Linked DNA regions of Mus musculus: all the other regions are linked to region 1. Evidence: chromatin contacts called from public ChIA-PET data. All regions are on one chromosome and are shown on one strand. Each heading gives the region's core, a stretch centred on a gene start, on an enhancer-like site or on the middle of the called end of the contact. The rest is flanking DNA. Distances are from core to core; before and after follow the strand shown.

Region 1 (3,075 bases), core at 31-2,530:
ACAATCCTCCTGACTCTGTCTCTCAATGTCTTGGTCTATATGTATAATCAATTTTTTAAAGCTCTAGAGGTAGAAACAGATATAATAAGTCCCATATTTTAGTTCTATTTCCAATACCTTCTGCCCTAGACAACCAAGTCACTTTTACAAAATAAAATAATTTCTGAAGAGATGTTATTATTCTCCAAACATCACCTGAATAACAACCTAATTTTAATTACATATACTATTATCTAATAGCTAAAATGAAGACACCCTGGCTGTCCTGAAACTCACTTTGTTGACCAGGCTGGCCTTGAACTCAGAAATCCGCCTACCTCTGCCTCCCAAGTGCTTGGACTAAAGGTGTGCGCCGCCACCACCCCCCGGCAAGACACTCTATTATTAATACCGTAGTTATAGAAGTGATAGTAGGTGGACACAGATGAAAACTGTCATTTAACAAGGTTGACATTACTGGTGCCATTCTACATGATTCATTTTCATTATGCCAGTTCTTTTTAAACTGTTCACTACATCTGGGGGCGGGGGATACAAGTGCACACACTCCATGCCATGATGCACTTGGAGGGGGTTACAGAACAACTTGTAGGAATAAGGACTATTCCTCCACCATGGTGGTCTCAGAGGTTGAATTCAGGTTATCAGTTTTGGTGGCAAGAGCCTTTGCCCACTGAGCCAGCTTGACAGAATTTCTAGAAATTCTTATGCTTAATTGTGTTTACTGTATCAACCTCAAAATTCAAAGTACACTGCACCATCTCTTCCTATACCATTCAAACACTCCCATAAGAGAGGCAGGTATTCATGGAACTATCTTAAGAATCTGAATAAAAAGTGACTCTAACCTAATTCACATAACTACACTAAATGTAGACACTATTCCTGGTTTTACTACTTGTTCTGGCCCCATACAATTAACAACCTTCTCATGCCTCAATTCAATTAACTTCTCAGAGGTTTGAGTGTAGAGCGCAGAACATGACTGACAGCTGTGTTTCTTTAAACAACAGTATGTGAGGGAAAATAGTAACAAGATTCCAACATTCTTAAGAGTTTATAAAAATTATTTTTCAGAACTTGTCATTACTCATAAAATCACTCATATAAAACTGAGTAACAGTAATATAAGTGTTAAATTTTTGAGTGCTATTTTGTTAAACTTCAAGTGGTTTAAGAGGATTCCTTCAAACCCTCTTTCATTTGCTCAATTCTCTTCTCAAGCATATTAGGCTCCATTAACAGCCAATCATGTAAGCTGAGCTGCAAGTGACCCCGAGAGTTGCCATAGCAACAGCTGCTTTCTGAAATACGTGTTATGCATTTTAAAAGCTCTCACAGAGAGGATACCACATCTATCAATTAACAACCAAAGCTCAACACAGCACATTATCCAAATGAAAGAGAAACTACCTTAAAAAGGCAACAATCTCTTAACAAAAGGGACATTTGATACACTTGACCTAAAATTCTATTGTGATTTATTTTTCAAAATGAAGCCTATAATTAATAAGATGTGACAGTTGAACACTATGCTTTTTAAAGAACAAAACTGCTTTAAGGAATTTTTAGGACTATTTTTAGCAAATGAAACATCAAGGATAATGAATGAACATATGCCACAATATACTGTCAAACTGTCATGAAGCCATATTAATGAGAAAGTTGGCCTAAATGTGGTTTACCAAAATGTTTTTCAATATTTGGTCAATGTGAACACCACAAGACATTGGACTATTTAAAAGAAATATTTTTGTAATTCACTGATAATTGAGATCACTTCCCATAGATTCCTGATTTTTAAAAAAGACGTACAGCTAGCTAGGATTTATCAGCAGTCACTATTCAACTCTGTAACAAAAAACTTTATTCTTTGAATAATTTTTGCAATGCTGGGGATATGAAACATCCAAAACATAACCTGTTCTTTGCAAAACAGTGCCAACGAAATAGTTTGTGAATGTCCACAATTTAAAAACTTAGCCTCAGCCGGGCGTGGTAGCACACGCCTTTAATCCCAGCGCCTGGGAGGCAGAGGCAGTCAGATTTCTGAGTTCGAGGCCAGCCTGACCCTGTCTCGAAAAACCAAAACAAAACAAAACAAAAAACAGCCTCAAAAAGCAATTTTTCTATAGTTCAAGTAAACAGAATGCATAAATTCATGGTATTGCTCACCATGTTAGGGGAGGTACTCCCAACAGGATAATTTAGATAAAGAACTTTTTATTAACAAGCTCCAGAAACTTAAATGTGACAGAAGATTCTATTTACATATAATTACTATAACTTTAAATTTTCAAAAACTTCAAAGAATGGATTAACAGCTAGAGACTACTGTAGTTACTAAAACAGAAGTTTAGGAAGGGAATATAATGAAGATGACAAAGAGAAACTGTTGGAGTGACCTTCCTCAAATTGTTGTGTGTCTCTATTTTTAATTGTTCGTTCAGTATCATCAAAGAGCTCAGTGCTGGCAAGATTCTCATCACTGTCATTTCTATGGACAATAGCCAGTTCTCTATTTTGTTAACATTAGTCCATCCTCACATGCATACAGGCAATCTAGGAATGTATCGGAGGTTGTCTCACTACTGACTGGTTGTAATAAAGAATTAACAGCCAATAGCTGGGTCAAGAAGGAGAAGGGCAGAACTTCCAGTAAGAGGACAGAGAGATGGAATGCTAGGTTGTAATTGATACAACAGAAATTAGAGAATCGTTCAAGTCAGAATAAAGTAAACTGAAATTCAGAGGAGAACATGGAGGAGACAGACACAGACCACTCAGGAGCAGAGAGATACTACATGGTGGGTCATAGGCTAGAAGAGTTGGGCAAAGTTAAAATGGCATCTGGAAGACAGCCCCAACAAAAAGCCTAAGCTATGAACTATAACAGAAGTCTCATGTCATTATTTATACATCAGACAGATCCAGAAAGCACCCATAATAAGAAACTTTTATATAAGTAACTGTTAAAAAAGAAATCTAGCAATAAGCTACTATAGAAAAGCCTAGTTTGGTTCCTAGCATCTTATAACAACCTGAAAAGGCCCATTTACTGAAGTATATTAATGA
Region 2 (2,815 bases), core at 16-2,515, 390 kb before region 1:
AGAAAATCTAGTCTGTAAAAAGATCTCACCAACTAAAAAGTACCATCAGCTTCATTAGGTCAGTGCTAACCTTCAAACCATCTGTTGTAGAACCTGGGGCACTGAGGTCTCTGGCTGGAGGTGCATCAAGATTATACCATCCACCCTCTGCAAAACACGAGTGCAGTGCATATTTCTTAACAATGTTTGACCACATTTAATGACAATGGTATTCAATCAGTTCCCGCAGCAGAGGTTTTAAAAAGAAGGCAGCATGCCGCTGGCATTTCAACCCCATTTAAGACATCACCGCTATACGTGTGAAGCCGTCGAAGAATTTTTTAAAATGTATTTTAAAAAAATAAAACACCAGAAAGATGTGTCAAAGCGAAATAAAACCATTTTGAACGTTAAAGCCTCCGTACAAAGGTGGCTGAAAAAGGCTCTCGGCCTTTCTGAAACGCCGGGCAAAAGTCCCTGGGCGACTTTCAAAACTAACGACCGTGTACTACTGCACAGTACCACCCCTTAAGACGAACTACCGGCCGGCCAACCGTTCACGTTACTACTGCCAAAGGAACTTTAGAAAACAAGCAGGGAAAGGGGAACAATAAAGAAGCGTCTCACCGCAAACACAGCACGAGAGGGACTGTCGGAAGTAAGGCAAGAGCCTGTTAATCTCTGTAAACGCCTTGGGGTCTCCGGGGTCGTAGTTGAGCACTAGGCGGCTCGCGGAAATGTAGAGAGCAGTAGCATTCACCGGGTTCATTGCAGACACTTCGACACCAATGGCTCCCGGTTGAAAAGAAATTCCGGATCCAAGTTTGTAAGCAGCCAGGGAACAATGGCGAATTTAAAACAATTCGGAAGAAATCTGAGCAGAACCCCTGGCCAAAGCAGCAACCAAAATCCGTGCAAGTTTGTGAAGCTGAAGCAATCCTCCCACACATGGGGGCCTCGGCGCCCCTCCTCTGTCCCTGAGACTTGCAGACCAAAGAGAGACAAGCGAAATCAGCGATCGAGTTCGTCCGACACGGCCGCGGCTGGGTGCTCCGGACGGGCTCCGGGTTCGCTCTAGCCCCGCGGCTCGGCGGGCGGCCTGCGCTCGAGCAGCATGTCCGGCCGCGGAGGCACCTCCGGGTGGAGCTGGCGCGCACGGGAGCGGGCCCGGTGGGGTCCAAGCGGTCCACACGTTTCTCTTCCGACGGCGGGGCCCTTACTCCATCGCAGCGACGTCGCGGAGGCAGCGGGACGGTGGGGACTACGGCGCAGGCGTCGGATTCCCGGGTCTAGTGCCAGCAGCCGCGGCGGCGGAGGTTGCTGTTGCTGCTGTGGCTGCTACTGCTGCTGCTGCTACTGCGGCGGGAGCGCGCCGCTGCCGTTCTCGCCATGCCGGACGCGGGGCCCACGCTGCGCCTGGCGCGGCAGGCGGGCGGGAGGGAGGCCCCCGCCCGAAAGGGAGGCCCGGGAGGAAGTGCGCGCGGGGCCCGGCGGCGGGAGGGGGCGGGGAGCAGGCCCGGCAGGCAGGCAGGCAGGCAGGCAGGCAGGCGGCGACGGCGGCGCCCCTCCGCTTCTCAGCCGCACACTTGGGGTCACCAGCGCAAGCGCCGCCCCCTCACAGCCCGGCCATCTTTTCGGCACGGCACGGACGACTCCTCCAAGCGCGACTGCCACGGTGCTGCGCCGCCGCCGCCGCCGCCGCCGCCGCCGCCTGCCTGCCCAGCCGCGGTTTAAGCGAGCTCACCCCGCCAGGCCGCCGCCGCCGCCACCCAGCGCGCACGACCAGGCCCGCTGCAGGCCCCTCCCTCGCGCCTGGCCGCCCTCACGCTTCTTCTCGCGCCGCTCTAGCTCCGTTGGGCCGGGGCTACTCCGGCCGCAGTAGATGGTGCGGCGCCTCAGGCCCGGCCGGTAACGACGACCGTTACCCCAACGGGCAAAGACACTGTCATCCCCGAGCCTCCCCCGCCGCCGTCGTCGCTAGCCCTTGTACGCATGCGCACAGCGCGCTCTCACCCCCCCTCCCCACCCCCACCCCCCGCCCTTCCTCTCCCTCCGCTTCCCTTTTCCCCTGCTTCTCCTCTAAAAGCCCCCTCCACACCCTCCCCGCGCTGCCGGCTTCACTGCGCATGCACAAACCCCCCCAACACACCCACCCCGACCCTACCGCCTTTCGCCCTTACGCGTGCGCTTTGACCGCCCACCCAGAAAACCGGATAAACACATTAGCCCGCTCACGCCAGCCCCGCCCTGCCCCGCCGCCAGCACACCCCGAGCTCACTGCGCATGTCTGGCTCGCCACTTACGGTTCCGTGCACGGAGCATGCTCGGTTTCGAGCCGGACGCGCTCTCCGCCCCTCCCCCACGTGCTCTCCAATCCGGTCTCCCAGGCGTGTGGGTTGTGGTGAATTGGGGTAGCGGGCACGGTCTCCCCTCGCGTGGGCTGCCCGCGTCGCGCCGTGGGGCGGAGGTGGGGGGAGGGTGTTCGGGGACCGGAGTTGACCCCAGTGGGAGGATGGCAGCCCAGCCCCGGCCTCGCCGGCCTCCTCCCGGAACCTAGCGCGTGGCGGGCCGTGGACTAGGCGCTGGCCCACAAGTTTGAAAGCCACTCCTCTAGGTCCCCAGCGAGCCTGCCCTTGTGCGTGGACACAGCCCGCGATGTATGCTCTGGTTCTGTAGAGTCCGAAAGTGTCTGAGTCCTTCGTTGTTCTGCATTAAAACACACACACGCACACACAAAGCTTTTGCCTTTTTTGCAGAAGGCTGAGGACACTTGGATATAAATAAAGCCTAACAGCGTGATTCTCCCCTCTCAAAATACAAACCCGTTTTTGGGTAG
Region 3 (3,038 bases), core at 251-2,750, 410 kb before region 1:
CTACCGTGTCACAGACAGGTGGCAGGTTGTCAGACAGATCCTCAGTTTTTATATCAACAGTATTACACACGTCAATTGTATTTGGATGTTCAGGTGAAGGGATATTTATACCAAATCTATCTATTGAAAGCCCATTGTAAGTAGGCAAACCATTGATAACAGAACTGCCAATGGCAATGCTGAGGGTACTCTCAGACATTGGAGATAAGCTAGCTTGAGGATCAGCTGTGGGTTCTGAAGTTGAAGGTAAAGGGGAATGTGTCAAACACAGAGTGAAGGATGAATCTGAAGGTTTCTCGGTCTCCTCACAAAACAATGATCCGTCATTAAGCAAAGCCAAAATATCAGAAGAACAGTCAACTGCTTCTATTATATCCCGTGCCAGTGTCGTCTGGGTTATATATTCACACAGTTTCTTGTAGCAATTCACTAGGATGCTTAACTGCTTGTTCTCCTCAAACTGCTCATAGTCTTTGCACCAGCTACATGAAGGTTTCATCATCATTTTCTTGCCTTTACAAGTTTTGCAGACATAGTGTTGGCAGGTGGAGTTGGTGGGTGCAATAGGATCTTGAAGCAAATGTCCTAAGGGGAGGAGGAGGAAAGCACAGATTTTAGCAAAACTAATATACTGTTTCATATAATGGAGTTCAGACATTAATCTCTTAAACTGAAATTTGTTAGACTCACTAGACTGGAAGGAAGGGTATACAGAGATAACTGGAGAAATCGTCAACATCTTACTTCATTTCTGTAACATAGTCTCCATTCCGTTATCTCAAATCACAGTCTTCCTGGATTTCGGTCTTGCCCACAAAATGTTAACACCAACCTCCTTATGGTCTTCTCTCCAAAAGCTACCAGGAAGTAAGTGTGGTGGTAAAGTGTAGGCTTAAAACCCCTGAGGCCCCAAACTAATACAAGAGAAGAATAGACAACTTATTGAACAGAATTGGTACAAATCTAATTCCAACCTGTAATTATATATATGAGCCATAAGATCAAAATGTAAACTACAATGGAGTAAGGGCTCATTCATTAAAAGAAAAGGGAGTTTTATTCAATTCAAATCTCCCACAAGGACTAAAACATAAGAACAGAATAAAATGAGGGGTATCTGAGCCTGACACAGTGGTGCACATCTTTAATCCCAGCACGCTATAGAGTCAGAGGAAGGTGAATCTCTATATAAGTTCAAGGACAGCATGGTCTCTACATAGTGAATTCCAGGGCAGCTAAGGACTATACAGAGACCCTGACTCAAAAGAACAAGATCGGGATTGGTGGGAGAAACTTGTGCACCACCATGCCTGGCTCAATAGACTTTTTTTTCACGTTAACAACTTCCCTCTAAACCACAGACGTGGGCCATTATGTTTAAACTTATTACAATAAAGAAAAATGGAAGTAATACTGTACGCCAGAACTCAAAAGAACTGTTCTATTATAAACCATAGGTATCCTCGTACAGCAACAGATTAGGAAAGTGAAAGTGGAGCTGGGGAGCTGGCTCAGCTGGGAAGGGCTAACAACGTGTACAGCACAGGTATGAGGAGCTGCGCTCCTATCCCCAGAAAGCACATAAACATGCTGGTTGTAGTGGCACACTTGTGTAACTTTAGCAACAAGGGGTAGAATAGTGGGGTGGTCCACTGGAGCTCACTGGCTCCCAGCTCCAGGTTCAGTGAGAGACCACCTTTCAAAAAATAAATAGAACAGGACATCTAATGTCCTCTCCTACAGCCTCTGCACACATGATTGGCACACATATGTGCACATACCACACAAACACACATGGTAAAATGGTCTACCAACTTGAGACAGCTATCAAATTATAAATGACGTACAAGTAAGAACAATAGAAGGGTAGATTCTACTGGGTCATCAGCCTGTCTCCACCCTACCAGTGTGGGGTTAGACAGCACCTCCATTCATGCTTGCATAGGAAGCACTCTACCCACTCAGCCATCTCCCTGACACCTTCATTTTTAATTTTTAAATAACTAACACCAAAAATCTCAAGACAAAAAAAATTATTAAGCCCCATGGAACTAAGGCCACATATACAAGAAAATAACGACAAAAGCCATCAAGAAGACAAGACACAACCACAAGAGTCCAACAACATACAACCCAAAACCTTTCAGTTTATAACATTCATCTCCAGCAAACTAAACTTCTTTAACCTACAGCAAACATACACCTGAGGTCCCTAAGGGGATTGGGGGGGGGGGGGAGGACATTGTTGAAAAAGAAGATGTAAAACTCTCTAAGATGTTAGATACTCCCATATCTTTATCTAGAATATATATATAATTCCAAGAAAGCCATTCACAAGAACTCTGAGAGTCACTGGGTTTAGGAAGGCCACAAGAAAACATTGTATATAACTGTGAGTTTCTATGTATATTACCAATGAACTCTCAGTAATTTATATTTCCCAACACTCCTACTTAAAACCAGCACCAAGAAGATATTTTAAATATTTAGGAAGAAAAGTATTTAGAAACACTTATATACAAGTTACACACACACACTTTTGTAATCTCAGCACTTGGAGGGCAGAAGGTCGCGTTTCAGGACAACCTGAGCTGCAGTATATAAAGGGACATGGTCTTCAAAAAAAAGTACCAAGAGCTAGAGCTATGGCTCTTACTCACAGCTTCCCTGGAAGGGGCAGTCTATAAATTCAAGACCCAAAACAACAAAGATTGCACACAGGTGTATTCACAGTCAACCTACATCAGTAACACAGTTGTTTGTTCAGAAGGCACCATCAGCACACCAGGCTGAAGCACAGTCTTTTTGATTATCCATTTGATTACCCAATCTAACAAAAAAATATTCTAATCAGATTACTAGGGAAAATTAAGGTGGGAAAGCAGAGAGGGACAGACGAACAGACGGAAGCACACACATACACGCCCACGTAACTGACAAGCACTTGATACACTTAAATGGCAGTGGCTTAAAAAACAAAAAACAAAAAACAAAATTCTGAGAACACTGGATCTGGAGGTAATAACAATCATAAAATA

Evidence for each region. ChIA-PET counts read pairs in DNA pulled down with a chosen protein or histone mark.
Region 2: an RNA polymerase II ChIA-PET map of memory CD8 T cells shows a contact between it and region 1, with 52 read pairs. The contact joins the promoter of Msl2 here to the enhancer-like site in region 1. A contact is called at or near these places in 4 of 39 promoter capture datasets (3T3-L1-derived adipocytes, the C10 cell line, the HPC-7 cell line and 1 more), 7 of 115 datasets of contacts at active chromatin or transcription factors (the 230-238 cell line, astrocytes, bone marrow-derived macrophages and 3 more) and 1 of 9 other capture datasets (macrophages).
Region 3: a contact with region 1 is called in an RNA polymerase II ChIA-PET map of memory CD8 T cells, with 10 read pairs. The contact joins two enhancer-like sites.

What each region holds. Positions count from the first base shown.
Region 1 is chr9:100,684,171-100,687,245 of GRCm38.p6, reverse strand. The region is part of intron 1 of Stag1 (stromal antigen 1); the gene reads right to left. Among named protein-coding and RNA genes, the nearest start is that of Stag1, 42 kb to the right of the region's middle. Within about 2 kb of position 1,280, at least 50 of the 459 cell types and tissues checked have an H3K27ac peak or open chromatin away from gene starts, as enhancers often do. A contact at or near this core is called in astrocytes, forebrain and memory CD8 T cells, where this site is marked.
Region 2 is chr9:101,073,212-101,076,026 of GRCm38.p6, reverse strand. Msl2 (MSL complex subunit 2) reads right to left here and starts at 1,265. Exons shown (of 2, transcript NM_001100451.2): 1 at 607-1,265. The coding sequence starts at 748.
Region 3 is chr9:101,098,118-101,101,155 of GRCm38.p6, reverse strand. Msl2 (MSL complex subunit 2) reads right to left here. Exons shown (of 2, transcript NM_001100451.2): 2 at 1-585. Among named protein-coding and RNA genes, the nearest start is that of Msl2, 25 kb to the right of the region's middle. Within about 2 kb of position 1,500, at least 42 of the 459 cell types and tissues checked have an H3K27ac peak or open chromatin away from gene starts, as enhancers often do. A contact at or near this core is called in memory CD8 T cells, where this site is marked.